2 separate regions of the Mus musculus genome follow, and region 1 is linked to region 2. A link is a contact called in public HiChIP or PLAC-seq data. All regions are on one chromosome and are shown on one strand. The core of a region is the stretch at or near the end of the contact, and the rest is flanking DNA. Distances in the headings are between cores, read along the strand shown.

Region 1 (5,202 bases), core at 2,082-4,581, 640 kb after region 2:
TTGGTCACCATGCCCACTGTCAGCACTATCTTTGTGACCACACCAGGTCCAAGTCACATTTCCTTCTCCATGTCCCCTCCCCTCAACTTCACACATCTGCAAGGAACCAGTATCTTCTGTCTTAGCGTCTAAATGTGGGCCACCTCTGTGCCCTGAGAAGTCCATGTCTGGCTGTGTCGCAGGTCTGTTGGGTGGCCTCTGGGCAATAAGGGGCTTGTGTGCACAGTAGCAGAGCTGCCTCACTGGCAGGCGCACACACAAGGACGGCCATTGTTCTGGCAGAATCCACAGAGGCCCATTGTCAGATGGGATGCTCTCAGCTACAAAGGACAAATGCGGGGAGCATCCCCACCTTAGAGCCCCCTCCTGGAGGTGGTATGAGGTTGGGGGCTGGCTTTGGAATGTTTGAAGTCCTGGCACTCCGCCTGTTGCTTATGTTAAGTTGCATCACAGTAATTAAGATGCTTCTATCGGATTCTCCTGCCACAATGGTGGTTGGAACCTTGGACTGAGGTCATACCCAGGGCCACATCTTTGTTAACCCTCTGACCTCAGGCCAGCATTTCAACTTACTGAGCCAAATCAGTGGCGGCTGTGCCATGTGGTGCCCTACAGAAACCTCCAGTTGGTCCCCAGGAAATACCAGGAGCCCTTGGTATTGCTTGGAAAGCGAGGTTGGCTTCAGAAAAGTTGCTAAGGCTTTGTGGATATGGCTGTCAGTGTGGCAGGAAGCGGCTGGAGAGGGAAGCAGCCGGAAGGTGGGTGGGGCTGCGCCTAGCGCTGAGATGTCTCATTAAGCAGCTTGGGCTCAGTAGACTGGAAGGACAGGCTTGTCAGAGACCAGTGTGTGCTCCAGCACCGCAGTGCATGGGTTCCAGTGTCAGTGTGTATGCACACACTTCGCACGTTGCCTGACTCTCGAGTGGGGCTGCTGAGCGCAGCAGACAGACAGTGTCGGGGTCAGCCCTGTTGCCAGCCTCAGCTCTGCACAGGTGGCTGCCTTCTGGAAGCTTGCTGAGCCTGGCCCTTCCCTCCAATGACATCAGCTTAGGAGAGACCCATCCAGCCCCAGGATAGTTCTGCCAAGCGTCTTTTGCCTTGGCTAAGGGGTCTCGGAATTTTCTCCTCTTAAAGCAAGAATGACAGGATGGAATGGTTTCTGTACTTTAAAAAAAAAAAAAAAAAAAAGAAAAAAGAAGTGGGCCTTCCTCAGCTCTTGTGCTAACCAAGAATGTTTGGCCCACAAGAATCCTGGTCCACAAGTGGCATGCCAGTCTTTGTCAGGCTACGTGGGTAGGTGTCGATCCCACGCTTCGGAAAAGAAAAGGCCTGGCGAAAATATTATCTCCTAGTCTTTCTGTCTTGTCTTGAAGGTGCTTGACATCCTCCAGCACATCCAGACCCTGGACCCCGGGCAGCACGGGGCGGTGGGCTATCTCGTGCAGCATACCTTAGAGCACATTGAGCGTAAGAAGGAGGAGGTGGGCGTGGAGGTGAAGCTGCGCTCCGAGGAGAAGCACAGGGATGTCTGCTACTCCATCGGGCTTGTGATGAAGCATAAGAGGTGAGTGAGTGCCTGCCCACGGCCTCTGTGGCCACCCCCCCTCCCCCCAGGAACTCAGGTCATTTCACAGAGCACCCTGCTTCTGGCTGAAGAATCATGTCTCACATGGACTCTTGACTGCACTAAGACTTTGTATAGGTTGCTGGGCTGCAGCCCCAGGCCCTCTCCTGCTTCTCCCTTCTTCCCCTGCCAGCCCCGATCGATCAGGGTTGCAGTTGGGTACACATCTGTGTATCATTGCAGTTTAACTCGAGAGTGGTAGTGTGGGTTCAAGTCCCACAAGTAGCCTATGAGCTGTGAGTGACTATCCCCACAGCATGCCCTGCAATGCAAGTGCAGCAGGTGACACTTGGTCTGCAGGACTCCCTCACTGGCAAAGACAGCTCTGTCTCGTGCCACACAGGCTTCCTTCCTTCCCCACCCCTCCATTGCCTGTGAGGATGAGCGGTCAGTGATTTCCCTGGTAGGGGCTATGGTTTCTGTTCATTTAGTGAACGGAAAGTTGCAAAGGTACATAAGTGGATAGGAGGGGACACGAGGCAGCTGAAGCTCCTGGTACCCTGGAGCACCACACCCTCCTCTTCCTCCTCTTCCTCTTCCTCCTCGGGTCTGGACTAAAGGCGCTAATGCTGCATACATTCAGCCTAGCCACTCTGGGACTTTGTGAAGGAGAGGGAGGGCGCCACTACTCACTCACGTACCTACATCTGACCACATGCAGAAAGCAGTTGCCTGACTTCCTCCAAAGCTGGGTGGGTCATGGAGGTTTTTTGCATGGTAGTTTGTTTATGGTCCTCTGTTCACTTGGCCTTACTGTCATCTGCTTCTGTCCTTCTTGGATCTCAAGTCATGTGATAGTTAGCTGCTGTGCCTCTGGAAGTCTGTTTTAGTCTGCAGTGACTATCCATGATATCTGCAGCCTAGCCCCCATCCTGTCGCCTTTGACACCGACCGACACTTTTCTGTGTGTCTCTCACTATGCTCAAAAGTTTCTTTTTGCCAGGGGAGGGGTTCGAGACAGGGTTTCTCTGTATAGCCCTGGCTGTCCTGGAACTCACTTTGTAGACCAGGCTGGCCTCGAACTCAGAAATCCACCTGCCTTTGCCTCCCGAGTGCTGGGATTAAAGGCGTGCACCACTGCTGCATGGCTGTTCAAAAGTTTCTTAAGCTAGGTATGGCAGTGTACATCTTTAATCCCAGTATTCAAGGGTCAGGCAGGCTGAGCTCCATGAGTTTGAAGCCAGCCTGATCTACATAGTTCCAGGACAACCAGAGCTGCACAGTGAGAACCGTCTACAAAAATCAAACAGCAATAACAACAGGTTATTCTTTTCCAGTGATGTGCTTTGTTGACAGTGAGGGTTTGTAAGAGGGACAGGGTGTCCGAGGGACTCGACACAGGGTAAAAGCAGGGAATGGACAGAAGGTGTGAGAGCCCTAGCCGGGCTCCCTAGGAACTCACTGGCCATCTTCCCCTGCTCCACAGGTACGGCTACAACTGTGTGATCTACGGCTGGGACCCTACGTGCATGATGGGGCATGAGTGGATCCGAAACATGAATGTGCACAGCCTGCCTCATGGCCACCATCAGCCCTTCTACAACGTCCTGGTGGAGGATGGCTCCTGCAGATATGCAGCCCAAGGTAAGGCACTCGCTGGACCTGCACTGGCCTCTGCCTGACCATGTGGTCCACACCAGCCAGACTCCTAACTGCCATATCTCCCCGCCTGGCTTCTAATACTGGCCCAAAGCCGCCCTCGTGTGGCCACAGGTGGGAAGTGCAGTCCCTTTCACCATCCCTGTGTGTTGGCGACCCCAGGAAGTCCTAAGCCGGGGATAGGTGGAGCTGAAGAGCCAGAGCGGAGACTACCTTGTGAGCCTGGTGTGCTTTCTGACCAGGAAGATGCACAAGATTGTATTAATTAGAGGGGACGTGAACGATGGACAGATGTACTCATGGGTACCAAGTCAGCCTGGGATGCAGGCTCAGCCTCTCTCATGCAGAGCTGGCTGGAGCTTATGGAGGCCACTTCCACTTTGCCCTGCCCAGAAGGATGTGAAGCAGGAGCTTGGCGATGGGCTCTGGCCTGAACCGTCAGGCTTGCTCTACCCACACTAAAGCTGAAAATACCGAGGGCTCAAGTGGCAAGGTTTCAGAAGGCAGGAATAGTTCCCACATATGTGACCATGTCGTGTGGAGGCTAGGAGGACCCTGCAGTCACAGCACGATGGGTCTCTGGGTAAGGCGACGGTGCCGCCATGCTCCCTGGATGTTCTGCAGGCTCCCACAGCTTTTGAAGCTGAGTCCAGTTCAAACTCTCCAGGCTCTGTTGGGTGACTGGTGAGGGAGACTTTCTGTCCTCAGAAAGCTTATGGGCATGGCAGCACCAGGCACATCAGTTGTCCACGTATACACAGTAGGTGTGACATCTTTACATAGAGCATGGAAGTTTCTAGAAACAGTTCATTTAGTCTTAGATCATTTGCCTGATGCACTTGATAAACCGAGGACTGAACTTTAGATGTTCTGAATAGCTCAAGCCAGCAGTCTACGGAAAAAGGAAGTGTGTGGCCCACTGACCCAGTGCCACACAGTGGCAAGTGCCTGTAATTGTGTTGGTTTCCAGTGGCCTTCCTGTCAGCCCAGAGTGTGGCCTCTCCCAAGGGCTGCTATTGCTGGCTGTGGGGTGCAGGGGTGGCAAGGGACTCTTCCTGTAGCCACACTCAGGCATCACTCACCTTCCTGGGCTAACCTGTCCCTGCGACCTGTGAACTGTTGATTTATGTGCTGGGCTTCCAGCCTGGGTTCTCTACCCCATGATCCTAAGTGTCTGCTCACATTCCACCCTGCCTGCGCCTGCCGACACACTCCGCACGGTGCTGTTTGCTGCCAGCGGGCTCCTCATCTGGATGTGTTTGTCACTGAACAGGGATGTGGACTTTTTGCCAGCGATCGTAGGAGCGTTATAGAATCCTGCTTCGCAGCTAACTAGAGCTGCAGCAGCACTAAACCACATGGCTAACAGCCCATGTTCCATCAGCTTCCTCATTGCCCAGTGGTCACAGGGCAGCCCTGCACAGTGTGACAGGCTCAGCCACGTAGTTCCGCTATGGCTCCCTCCCTCTGCAGAGCCTGGCATTATAGCACAGCTTCTCTCTTCAATCTCTGCTGCACCAGGACTTGAATTTTTTTTTTGTTTTAGGCATCTAGGCATTGGTTGCCCAGGCTGTCTGACCTTCTAGCTTGGCTCACTGTCTCTTTACCTCTGCTTTCTCTGTGACCTGGCAGTGAAGTCTGAGGCCTGACTGCATGGCCATCACTACCCCACAGGCCACCCCACCCAGAGGAGCGGGGATCATGGCCCACACCAGGTGGTGTTGGGTTTGACCCTAGGTAACTCGGCTTCTGTCATTAGCAGGGAGTCATACTGTGTCCTGTGAGTGTCATTCCCCAGAGACCTACGACACTGCGGTTTGCCCTAGCACTTGGTCCAGGCTGACGCAGGAGTAATGTGCTTGAGGCAGGCGTGCCTGCTGCATCTGCTCAGTGACAGGAGAGGCTTCTCCCTGGGCCGCTCCCCACCCCCGCTCCCCGCCAGGAGCCTGCTTCTTACTCCAGTGTGTCATGGTCTCTGA
Region 2 (5,853 bases), core at 241-2,740:
AGGTTATTTATTTTCCAGCCAGTGAAATGAGCCAGTTCAAGCCAGATTAGATTATATTAAAGGAAGGTTTATTGGGAAGCTGCCCTCCAGTGGGCGAGTTCACTGGCCCCAAGGATTGAGGGTGAGGGAGAAGAGAGAGACAGAGACACCCCAAAATGTCTGGATTATATAGAGAAGGGCAGTAATGATCTAGGGGAAGGGCAGTCAGGCTCCTGGGCTATCAAGTTCAAGGTTGGGGGCAGGGTATGCCAGGTGGGGGCTGAGGGAACTTAGGACAACCTGGAGGCCAGGTCTGCTTTGATACATAAGACATGCATCTCAGTGCCTTGTTCTGGGGGTGGGAAACCACACATTTCGTGCACCTAGAAAGGATGCTTGCTGTGCCTCTAATGAGGAAAAGTTTCTCGTCCTGAGGTATATGCCGATTTCTTTGAGGCCCAAATGTAAGAACTTACATAAAAGCAGGCTGGGAAATATAGGAAATATAGCTTGTTTAAATCATTTTCTGAGGAGTCTTGGAGAGGTAACTCAGTTAAGAGCATTGGTTGCTCTCTTAGAGGACTTGGGTTCAATTGCCAGGACCCGTGTGGTGGCTTAAGTTCCAGAGGATCTAACTCCCTTTTCTTGACTTTATGGACACTATGCATACGGTACCAATGTACATGCTGGCAAAACCTCATACACATAACATAACTTTTAAAAACCACATTATTATCCCAGAGAGCGTTAAATCCCAGAACTACTGGAGTGGGTTGTGCACAAACGGTTGAGACCCCTCGTTCTTCAGGCTCTGACTTAGAAGTTGGCCATGGCGTTTAGAGGACCTGTGGTTGGGTTGAACAAACACTGCCTACTCCTAGGAGATAGATGGAGCTTTCAAGAGAGGGAGGTGTAGTCATCTTGGTGGTGCGGAAAATGCTGAAGTGTCAGCCTACAATAGGTTTGGGCTTCTTTCCTTTTGATAGTAGGAAGTTGGGGTGCTGCCTGTCAGTAGACATAAGTGCAATTCTTAGAAAACGAACTGGACGTGATTGAAAAAAGGGGCTTGGGCTTTGCAGGGCAATGACCTAGGAGGTGGCTTGCTGGAGGGCTTAGTGCTGGGGTGTGGCTGCAGACCGGGCTCAGGCAGCTGGGAGCCTTGGGATATATTGGCTGTGTTTTCAGCTTTGGCAGGGTCCCTGGGGATACAAGAATGGCTTAGTAGTCACTTAGATCAGGTTAAGCCAGGGCTAAGGGGACTGTGTGAAGAAGGAAGTAGAGCCAGTAAGAGTGTTCTAGAAGGAAGTGATGAGGGATCTGGGCGTGAGAAGGAACCCTCAAACTGAAGGCACCAGGTACCTTAAGAGCATTCATTGGGGACACAGTTGCTTCTCACTTTCTTCCTGCTTTGGCGTTCACAGGAAAAGGAGACTTCATTCACCAAGTCCTCACCACAGCAAGGTAGCTCTGAGTCACACAATGGGAGGGTTGCCGCTGAGTAACCACCCTGGAATGTAGCCTGTGGCTACCGTTACTGCCCTCCTCTCTCCCTCGGTCTTGGGCAGACAGCAGCTTCCCCAGTCTGGCGGTCACCTGTGTTCTGAAGTATGATCTCTCCTTCCCCAGAGGAGCCGCTGCTGCTGGCTGAACTCAAGCCTGGGCGCCCCCACCAGTTCGACTGGAAGTCAAGCTGTGAGACCTGGAGCGTGGCCTTCTCGCCAGACGGTTCCTGGTTCGCCTGGTCTCAAGGACACTGCGTGGTCAAGCTGGTCCCCTGGCCCTTAGAGGAACAGTTGTAAGTCTTTCTACCATGGGGAACGTAGGAGGCCCGTGGCAGGGAGCTGGGCACTTTCCCAGGCTGCTCCCTACTCTTTGGGAGTCTTTTCCAAGATTAGGTGGGCAAAGTCTGAACAGCTGAGGGCTTGCTCGTGAGGACCGAGCACCCCACAGTCTGGACACAGGGAACCGGGTCTGTAGAGAGTGTGTTGGCCTGAATCTTTGAACAGCTTTATTGAGCTAGAAGTGATACCCCATACAGGTTGTCCACGTGAAATATATAGCACTAGCTGTGCTCGGTGATCCTGTAATCAGTACTAGGGAGCTGGAGGCAAGAGGACCACCAGGTGGAGGAGAGCCTGCACTAGGTGTAACTCCACCTCAAAGAAAATCTACAGAGCTGTGCACCTGCTACCAGAATCCGTTCTCGAGCACTGTCACTTCCTCAGAGAGACACCTGTCTCCATTGTCCTCCATGGCTTTGACCTGGCAACTACTGTGTTTTGTGCCCTCACTGTGGGCTCACCTGTCAAGGGCTTTTTACTTGGATGTTTCTGCATGGGACTCTCTCAACACAGCTACAAATAGTGCCTGGCTCTGTGTGTGTGTGTGTGTGTGTGTGTGTGTGTGTGTGTGTGTGTGTGTGTGTGTGTGTGTGTGTGCACGTGTGTACACGTGTGCGTGCGCTCACCACCGTTCACTTCTGTTTCCTGCGCAGTGACATTGTACTGGTGTGAGATGCCAGACTCAATTGACAGGTTTTTTTATTTTATTTTCTCTGCTCTGAATGTTTTTGGACACATCTGCGGAGGCGTGTGCGTCCAGTGTTGGACTGAGGGAGTGGAGGCTGTTTGTCACAGTGGTGGTACAGTTCTCTGTGACCTAGTTCTTCAGATTTGAAATTGGAGGCTTCCTTGAGACACTGGACACTGGTGGTCACTGTGTTCCTGCCTGGCTCTCCTGGTGTGAGGTGGAGTCTGATTTGCATTTCCTTCCTGCTACCTTCGGAGCCTTTTCCTGTGCTAATGGATCTCTGAGTCCTTCCTTCAGGGAATTCTTCCTCCTCCTCCGATCTCTGGCCATTTTCTAACTGGGTCTTTGTTTCCTTTCTGTTTGTTTTTTTTCCCCTTGGTTTTCTAACCTAGTTTGTAGTTTGCTGTGGTGCCAGTGTTTCTCCTGGTTGATGTGTCTTCCTTCTGTTCTGAGTTATTTATTTATTCAGTTGAGTCTGGATTGATCGATTGATTGAGCCTGTCTGCATGTAGTCATTGTACATTGTCTTCAGTTGGCACTGAACAGAGGCAGAGAACACAGAAGTACATCAGACTTGTTCTGGAGGCTCCTGGCATCTCTCCTCCGTGATGCTTAGGTACAGTTCGTGGGGAGCTGTTGCCTTGATACTGGTAATGCCACCAAGAGTCCTGCTTGTCCTGGGACAGCCCCACACTGCTGGGGAGGAAGGTATGAGTTACACAGTCCCTATTTCCTGGAACCTAACTCCCTCGAATCCTTGGACTGTCCAAAGTGGGGGTGGGGGCTCTGAGGTGACTGGTGGTGGGCTGCCTCCTGAGTGGCTTCACCCTGACAAGTGAGTTGGGTGAGGTTCTTCTATAACAGGAAGGGAAGGGCAGCGTCACTCACTATGGATGTGGTACATTTCCTAACTAGAGCCAGAGATTCTTTGTATCTGGGTTTGAGTCTAGGTTTGGCTTATTGTCTGAAAAGTCTTTTTGTTGTTGTTGTTGTTATTTTCCTCTAGAGTACTCTTACTCTCAATTACCTACATCATTGCAGGCAAGTACAGCCTTCTCTTTATAATCAGTAAAACTGGGAAGGGCTGTTGGAATGTTAGGGTTTTTTTCTGTGTCATTCACCAAAACAAGAAATGTATTCACTAGTGTGTTAAATGGGAAATCACTGGTCTGGGGAGGTAGCGCGGGTATTGAAGAATGATAGTCTGGTGTAGTGCAAGCAGATGACTTGTTTTCAAAGCATCTAGGCATGGCAGTGCCCCTGTCACTACAGCTGCTGGTGAGGCTGAGGCAGGGAGTAGCCCGAGCCACTGAGCCAGGCCCTGGGATAGGCTGCAGCTTAGCTCAGCGTGAGGGCCTCCTTCCTGAGCGTGTGAGTCTCTGGGTTCCATCCCTACTGAAAACAGTACAAACAGAAAAAGAAGCCACACCGCTGCGTGCGATCACGGCTGCTGTGTGCATGTATTATAGGTGCCGTATTACACGAGAGAGGCATGTACAGTAGAGCAGTATGTGACATGACCCATGGGACTGTCTCAGAAGCGAGTACACAGCTGTTCCTAGTGACTTGTTTACTGTGGTTAAAGTCTGGTTGGACAGTGAGGTATTCTGTCCTGTGCTGGACCTTGGACCAGGCCTCTGTGTAAGTGCCCTGTCACACAGCTATGGCCCCAGGCTGCATAGTTTGCATGTTTATTTAAACTTTCATATTTATTTAAAGCTATGCGTATTTATTTCTGGATCTCCTGTTGTGTCTTGCATTTCATAAGTTATTGGTACTGCCACCATCATATTCTTGCTAGGGGTATCTGACCTTGTCTGCTTGTTTATTCTTGTATTGGTACGACAGGTGACCCAACCTTGGACCTTGCCTGAGTGATAAAGGTACTCTGTAACTGAGCTACAGCCCAGAATAGTTACGCATTTGGTTTTCCGAGACAGGGTTTCTCGGTGTGGCCCTCATTGTCCTGGAACTTGGTAGATAGACCAGGCTGGCGTCAGACTCCCAGAGATCCAAGTGCTGGGATTAAAGATGTGAGCCCACACACCCAGCATTTTAATCCTATTAGCCAGGCATGGTAAAGCACACACACCTTTAGTGGGAACACTCAGTAAGTAGGCAGAGGCAGAGGTGGTCTACAGAGCAAGTTCCATGATAGCTAGAGTTACACAACAGAGGGTCCTGTTCCCACCCCGTTCTATTAGCAAATGCATCTGTTAGGGCAAGGTACCTGCCATTCACCCACAGTCATGCACACGACTTTCAAGAATAAAGATCTGAATACCAAAAAAAAAAAAAAAAAAAAAAAAAAAAGACGCGCACGTGCATGCACCTGCACAAGTATGAAAGGCACAGGACAACTGCAGGTGTGCCCTCTCTTCCCACCTTCTGCGTCCCAGGCATCGAGCTTGGGCTGTCACCATGACAGCAAGCTCCTGAGCTGCCAAGCCATTGCATCTGCCCTCGACTTGAGAAACTTTAACTCAAGTGAAGTCAGTTTCTGCTAGAGCACTGGTTCTCAACCTTCCTGATGCTGCAACCCTTTAATACAGCTCCTCATGGCGTGGTGACACCCCACAACCATAATATTATTTTCACTGCTACATCATAACTGTAATCTTGCTACAGTTATGAGTTGTAATATAAATATCTTGTGTTTTCTAGTAGCCTTAGGCCACCCCTGTGAAAGGGTTGTTTGACCCCCAAAGGGATTCAAGGGACAGGTTGAAAACCATTGCTAGTGCCTCCTGTTCCCTTAGCACCCTCTCCTAAGCGTCCACCTGCTCTCCCTTCCGTGTGTCTGGCTCTCCTGTTACACACTCACTCAGCAGCACGCTCAGGCCCCCAGAGCATTTCCTGGATGCTGGGCTAGGATGCACTTGCCGAGAACTCTGACCTCGTGACCCAGCGGAGTCAATTGTTTTAAAGCAGTTGCTTCAATGCAGGCTGGTGACACTCAGCCGTGATTTAGTCAGCGAAGAGCCTGTTTGTGACAGTGAGGCTGTACTGCTTGTGAGGCTGTGACTGTCCTAGTTTATGTAGGCCACATTAGGATCCCCAAGGACAAACTGCAGAGTTCTCAAGAACATAGGTAGCCCTTTGTTAGCCATGGGTGACTTTCTCTCTCTAGAAAGACCCAACCACCATTAAATGAAACAAGCGGTACATACTCCTCATCCTGTGAGTGAGGCGGTGAGATGCTCCAGTCAGTACATACTCCTCATCCTGTGAGTGAGGCGGTGAGATGCTCCCATCAGTACATACTCCTCATCCTGTGAGTGAGGCAGTGAGATGCTCCCATCAGTACATACTCCTCATCCTGTAAGTGAGGAGGTGAGATGCTCC

Evidence for each region. HiChIP or PLAC-seq counts read pairs in DNA pulled down with a chosen protein or histone mark.
Region 1: an H3K27ac HiChIP or PLAC-seq map of epiblast stem cells shows a contact between it and region 2, with 3 times the contacts expected there. The contact joins two enhancer-like sites. A contact is called at or near these places in 3 of 115 datasets of contacts at active chromatin or transcription factors (astrocytes, epiblast stem cells and extraembryonic endoderm stem cells).

Annotation. Positions count from the first base shown.
Region 1 is chr5:117,998,965-118,004,166 of GRCm38.p6, forward strand. Fbxo21 (F-box protein 21) reads left to right here. Exons shown (of 12, transcript NM_001346588.1): 10 at 1,374-1,564; 11 at 3,051-3,208. Among named protein-coding and RNA genes, the nearest start is that of Fbxo21, 25 kb to the left of the region's middle. Within about 2 kb of position 3,332, at least 17 of the 459 cell types and tissues checked have an H3K27ac peak or open chromatin away from gene starts, as enhancers often do. A contact at or near this core is called in epiblast stem cells, where this site is marked.
Region 2 is chr5:117,361,986-117,367,838 of GRCm38.p6, forward strand. Wsb2 (WD repeat and SOCS box-containing 2) reads left to right here. Exons shown (of 9, transcript NM_021539.5): 2 at 1,606-1,774. Among named protein-coding and RNA genes, the nearest start is that of Wsb2, 7.6 kb to the left of the region's middle. Within about 2 kb of position 1,491, at least 182 of the 459 cell types and tissues checked have an H3K27ac peak or open chromatin away from gene starts, as enhancers often do. A contact at or near this core is called in epiblast stem cells, where this site is marked.